2 separate regions of the Mus musculus genome follow, and region 1 is linked to region 2. Evidence: chromatin contacts called from public HiChIP or PLAC-seq data. All regions are on one chromosome and are shown on one strand. Each heading gives the region's core, a stretch centred on a gene start, on an enhancer-like site or on the middle of the called end of the contact. The rest is flanking DNA. Distances are from core to core; before and after follow the strand shown. Region 1 overlaps Gm51939 (a long non-coding RNA gene). Region 2 holds the start of Otx1 (orthodenticle homeobox 1).

Region 1 (2,915 bases), core at 33-2,532, 560 kb before region 2:
CTAACTTAGCTTCAAGTTGAGTGAGAGATCCTGTCTTCAAAGAATAAGGACACCTAATGTCCTTCTCTGACCTTGCTGAGTGCGCATACTGGTTCATGCATCAGTATACACATGTGCATATACAGTACACTCAAGCATTCCTGTGTGCGCACACACAAGGACACACATATGCACACACAGACACACACAGACCCAGACATACATGCATGCTCGTGTGCACACAGACATATACAGACACAGACACACATACACATACACACGCATACATATGCACACAGACACACAGACATACAGACATAGTCTCTCTCTCTCTCTCATTACTAAGTAGCTTGTACATTTGAGCCCTGTGGCTTCCTCATCCATGCACTGCTGAATCAGTGAGCGTCTCCTTGTTTCTCCAGGACCAAAAACTGATTTCAAAAACTATTTGCCTGGTATTTTGTAAACCTTTATCATACATGCTGATGAGAACCCGCAGCTTCTCATCTAAGCTTTAAAAATGTAGAAGCCCTGATTCATGGCTTTGTAGAGCTGCAGAGGACTGAAGAAGCTGGGATTGTGTGCTAACAAGCAACTCTCTCATTCTCAGCGTTCCAATTCAGTCCCTTTCTGGAGAAACAGGGCAGTGTATGGGCGGCTTAGCTGGCTCAGAGCCAGCGAGGATGCAAATAGCTTTTTTCAGAACTGCCTTCTTCCCACCCTGCTGGCTGGCCCCATGTCTTCTCTGGCTTCTCAGCTTGTATCTGCTGGATTTCTGCTTTATAAAAACCAGCTATCAGTTTTATTTTAAGGGAGGTGGGGGGGCAGGTGTGGTTGCCAACTCATTGCAAAGCCTGTCTGCTTCCCAGCTTCACCAGTGGCCTCTTGCTCCAGGCCTCTTGGCTGTTTGAAATAGGAAAGGGGTGGGTCTGGGGAGCCCAGAGTTACCCCCACCTAACACTTTTCATTTGTTCTGCATTCTAAGTTTTGGCTGTAAGTCTCATAAGGATGTAACAGCATCTTCCTCATCCTAGAACGTCCAGGGTCTGCCAGGGCAAAGGACTTCAATGAATCTGTAGAACAGAACTATAGGCAAGCTACTGAATATCTCAGTTTGAATTCCAGTTCAAATAGCACTCTGGGTCTTTTTAGACCACCCCTCATACAGTTTTCTCATTTGCAAAGCAGGAAAAGTCACTGTAATCACAACAGTAACATAATACAACAATAATACAACCAGCCATGTGTTGTACAACCCCATTTCAGCCAGTGACAGACATATACAAAAGAGATCCTGATGCCAGCTGCTACTGGGAGGGCTGGAGGGAGGGGTTTCAGGTTCTTTCCTCAAAGAACTGAGCAGAGACAGGCAGTTTATTAAATGACAGTGTGCTCTGATGGAGAAGGAAGAAGACTGGAGCAGAGAAAGGGGTTGGCACCACGGTATAAGAGTGGAAGCTTTTATGTCACACAGTATGGGCTTTCTGGGTCATCTTTTTTTTTTTTTTTTTTTTTTTTTTAAAGATTTATTTATTTATTTATTTATTATATGTAAGTACATTGTAGCTGTCTTCAGACACTCCAGAAGAGGGGGTCAGATCTTGTTACGGATGGTTGTGAGCCACCATGTGGTTGCTGGGATTTGAACTCTGCACCTTCGGAAGAGCAGTCAGGTGCTCTAACCCACTGGGCCATCTCACCAGCCCCTGGGTCATCTTTTTAACATGGACTTTTTTATGCATACTCTGTCACCTGTAATTTTATGCATAATTTCATGACTTACATATCTGATTAGCATCTTAAACCTGTACTCAGGGGTATCTGTTTTTGTATTTAAAAATTTTAAAAATTTGTATATGTGCATGTGTGTGCCCGGGTATACGAATATGTTTGCACACAGGTCTATTGGTCAGAGGACACTTTTGGGGTTGGCTCTTATGTGTCTCCTTTTGTTTCTGTGACTTTGCAGTGCACTCTGGGCTAGCTGTCCTCTCCCATTTCACTAGTGCTAGGATTGTGTGTGCCACCACATCCAGCTTTGGTGATTTCTGGGCATGGAGCTCAGGTCACTAGGCTTTTCCCCCCGGGCCATCTCCCTGGTTATTAACATAGTTTTTTTTGTTTTGCTTTAAGATTTACTTTTATTTTATGTATGTTTTGCCTACATGTGTGCAGACTGTTGTGATCTGCTCTGTAGGTTCTAGGAACTGAATGCTTACCCCCTGCAAGAGCAGCAAGTGCTCTTAGCTGCTGGATCTCCTGTATTACAGAGCCACAGGTCACCTTTGGACGCTCTGCTGTATGGCTGCGTTTACCAATAGCTGGTTTTAGTCAGTCTTGCCAAGGATTTTCCAGCCTTCTTTGTCAATGTGTTTTGTTGTTGTTTTAATATGTTCATTTTGTTAGGCTTTGTGCAAGGTCTTCTGGACTTCTCTCTCTACCCAGTTCTCCCACCTCAGGACATAAGGTTGTAAGACGCTCTGGCTGTCTTAGTTTGCATAGGTGCATTCTATGGTGCTTGCATGCTGGTGAAGTAGTATTTTTCAGGACATCTTCCCTTATAACAACTTGGAGCAGTAAATAAAGTAGTAGTAAGATCATATAACATTTCACAAGCACCTACTACAAAGGGGAATCTTTTTAATTAGTCTACCAAAGGGTTTTTCCATTAGTAAAAATTAATCAAATACCTATCTCTTTAACTGTCAATCTACTTTGATCACCATGCAATGGCCCAGGATGCTGCTCTGAGTTAGTGTAATTCTAGCCTGTAGTAAAGCACTTGGACAGATGTGTTCTTCGATTAAGAACAGAGATATCAACAATGACAGTGGTATGTGACCCATTTTTATTGCTTTCACTGACACATCTGGTCTGTGATCCGATTTTGAGAAAGCGTTTCAATGTCCCCACTTTGGCTTTTGAATTGGATAGGT
Region 2 (3,078 bases), core at 548-3,047:
CCCCGCGTTCTTTTATTCTGCTTTCTCTTTCTCTCGCTTTTGTGAATGGGCCGCGGTGTCTTTGTTCTGGAGAGAAGCGCCCGTGTCGCTGACTTTTGTGAACCAGAGAAGGATCTTGTAAAACCTCCTTTTCTCCTCCGTAGTCCCCTCTCACACCCCTCCTTCCCTGCCCCTTTGATTAGATGTTCCCTCATCGTTCAAAAAAAAAAATGTAATTTCGTTAGTCTGGCGGCCACTTTCTTTGAACATTAGCTCGCTTTCAGCTCCAACTTCAATTAGAAGGAGTTGATTTTGAGAGACCAACAAAAGAACCGACCAAAGCCTTATTAAAGGTCCTAAGAAGATCTCTCGGTCCTTTGAGAAGCAGTTAAGGAAACAGTGTGCCCTCCGTCATATTCTGTTACCGTATTTTATTCGGACTCCAAAGAAAAGTGTCGCGTGGGGGAGGGGAGAAGCACTTTGATGAGCGGCAGTCGCGGCCCTTTTCACTCAGCGGGCTCCCCCCTTCCTTCTGGTCGCCCCGCACCCGGTCAGCGACCACAGCGGACCGCGCGGCCTGGGCATCGCGGTGCTCCGCTCTACCTTGCTCTCGGCGGCTGCCGAACTCACCCACGCACATACTGTGGTTCAAACTTTTCGCCCGCCTGTTGGGGTGAGAACGGCAGAAGATGAGGAAAAAGAACTAGGAAAGAGTGTAAGTGTGGTCCCTAGTATTCAGTAGGAGATGCCATGTAAAAATATTGCCTTGTTCGGGGTTGGGCCGAAAATACTCTTCCCTCTCGCTTTGAAAAGTACACACAAGAAGACGATCTCAGCAAGTTTATTCGGCTGGAAACTGGGGTCTGCCAGTAAGAACAATCCGGGGAAATTGTTTCGAGGAGGCTCCTCCAGTAAGGTGTAGAAAATGAAGTGAGAGGGATCGGGGTGTGTAGCCACATTTTCCACCAGACTGTTCGTTGTAGGTGGAGATCTGGAAAGACTGACAGATTGTGAAAAAGAAAGTTTTCTATCAAATCCATGAGAGAGAGAGAGAGAGAGAGAGAGAGAGAGAGAGAGAGAGAGAGAGAGAGAGAGAGAATGTAAGGAGATTTGAGTTCCAACGGTTCCGAAGAAGCTTTTAGGACTTGCGAACACCTTTGGTGAGACTGCCTGGGAGCCCCTGGAAACGCTGTGCAGCTGGGAATTGGCGGCGCCTCCCCTGCCGGTGCTCTTTCTGGGCGCAAGAGTCCCGGGTCGCCGCAGGGCGCCCTGCGCGCCGAGAGCTGCACCCCCACTCCCGGCTCCGCTCAGCAGCCCGCGCCGGCGGCGACCGCTGGTTGTGGGGGAGCGGAGGAGGAGTTGCTGGGGCCCCAGGGAGCATCAAGGAGTGCCAGGGGCCAGCACGCCCCGAGTCCTCGGCCTGGGAAGCCTGGCTCCCACAGTGCGGCAGAGCCTGGCGGCGCGCGCGCGCGAGCAGGAACCGGTTATCCAGCAGCTTGACGCCACTCCTCCGGAGCGCGGCCCGGGCAAGGGGAGGGCGGGGGCCCTCGGGCGAGCCTTGGGACCCGGGGCCCCCTCTGTGCCAGCAACTCCGGCGCAGCCTTCGCCCTCCTCAACTCGTTCTGAGCGGAATTTGCCAACCTAGACCCAGAGTTAGCGCGCGACCGGGGCGGGGCCGGCGCGCGGGGAGGGAGGAGGTGGGGGCGAGGGAGGGCGGGGGCGCGCGGAGGTAACCCGGGCTCGCCATTGCCCAGCTCCCTGTCACTCAGTCCGCTCTAGGCCCCCTATTGGAGGCCGAGCCCCGTTACGCACTCGCCTCGCGTTCACATACCCGGGGAGGGCAGTAGAAAGGTGATCAATCTTCATCAGGCTACATTTCCAATCACCTAAACAACCGAGCAAGACAAGCCACTCCGACAAGGTAAATTGCTTGATTTATTTAGTTTGCCAAGTGACTATGCAGGATTTCTCCAGTCCCTACCGCCTCCGGCTTGCTCCGAGAGAGTGCAGCTGCCAGCGCAAGCCACCTCCTAACTCTGTCCCTCGAACACCCCCTACTCACCCACCCCACCCCCCGGGTCCCGGGCGAGGCCAGGTCTTGAGAGGAAAAGCATGTGGGACTTTGCAACAAAGTGTTTGAGCAATAAAGTGAAACCTGGAGGTACACGCACAGAGCTCCTAGAAAAAATGCAGGAGACGGGAAGAGGGAAGTTGAGGGAAGAGGAAAGCCTAGGGTCCCGCCGTCTCCGGGGTAATACCTGTGCGCCTCCGTTTTGCAGGTTGGCTGCCGGCGAGTCTCGGTGAAGGCGAGAGGTAGATGGTGAAAAGCCGCGACTGCGGAGGGCAGGTAAGGAGGGAGTCGCCGGGCCGCGCGCCACCCCGGGACGATGGTGGCCCCTCTCGTCTCCCCGTCCTCTAATCGACCCCCGCTACCTCTGTCCGGGGCAGGTGGGCGGGGTTGGAGTGAGAGGCCGGGCGCCCCTTGGCTGCCCTGGGGACCCCAGGCCGCTCGGGAGCCGGCCGCCCCCTCCCCCGCCTCCTCCGAAGCTGCGGAACTGGGCTGCTAAGTTAGACGAAAGTACTCGAAAACTCACACCGCAGCCGGGCTTAGCCGCGGAGGCTGCAGGCCTGTGGCCCTTCGGCCCAAGCTCTTTGAATCCTTCCTTTCCGCCTTATGTGCTCGCTGACCTCCCCCCACCCCCTTAGTCTAGGCTGAGGGTCCCCCAGGGCTGAGGCGGGGAAAGGAGTTGGGATGGGGGAGCTGCTTTAGTTTTACCTCCCTTTCTCCCCGGAATCTCCTACCCTTGGGTCCTGGGATGTAGCTTCAAGCCCCCCGCCGGTCCCAGTCATACTCCCAGAACCCCTTCTTTTGCTGGAGCAGAGCTGCGTGGGCTCAGAGTGTCTGCGCCGAGCCTCGCCCTCCCGGTCGGCTGTGCGTGAGCTTTACAACCTGAGGCCTAGTTCCTTGCTCTCCATCGGGTTCATATAGGACGGCCGATGCGACGCGACCTGGCACGCTAGGCCTTCCAAAATCCCTAGAATGTTTGGGGCGCTGGGTTGGCCATCAAATTCTGGTGGGACTCGGTGTGCTTAGCAGAC

What was found. HiChIP or PLAC-seq counts read pairs in DNA pulled down with a chosen protein or histone mark.
Region 1: a contact with region 2 is called in an H3K4me3 HiChIP or PLAC-seq map of stem cell-derived neural progenitor cells, with 13 read pairs. The contact joins the enhancer-like site here to the promoter of Otx1 in region 2. A contact is called at or near these places in 1 of 39 promoter capture datasets (cranial neural crest) and 6 of 115 datasets of contacts at active chromatin or transcription factors (astrocytes, craniofacial prominence, embryonic forebrain and 3 more).

What each region holds. Positions count from the first base shown.
Region 1 is chr11:22,558,683-22,561,597 of GRCm38.p6, reverse strand. All of the region lies in intron 1 of Gm51939 (a long non-coding RNA gene), which reads left to right. Among named protein-coding and RNA genes, the nearest start is that of Gm51939, 24 kb to the left of the region's middle. Within about 2 kb of position 1,282, at least 77 of the 459 cell types and tissues checked have an H3K27ac peak or open chromatin away from gene starts, as enhancers often do. A contact at or near this core is called in embryonic forebrain, forebrain and stem cell-derived neural progenitor cells, where this site is marked.
Region 2 is chr11:22,000,370-22,003,447 of GRCm38.p6, reverse strand. It overlaps Otx1 (orthodenticle homeobox 1), which reads left to right and starts at 1,797. Exons shown (of 5, transcript NM_011023.3): 1 at 1,797-1,900; 2 at 2,259-2,326. Gm32517 (a long non-coding RNA gene) reads right to left here. Exons shown (of 3, transcript XR_003949861.1): 3 at 2,864-3,014.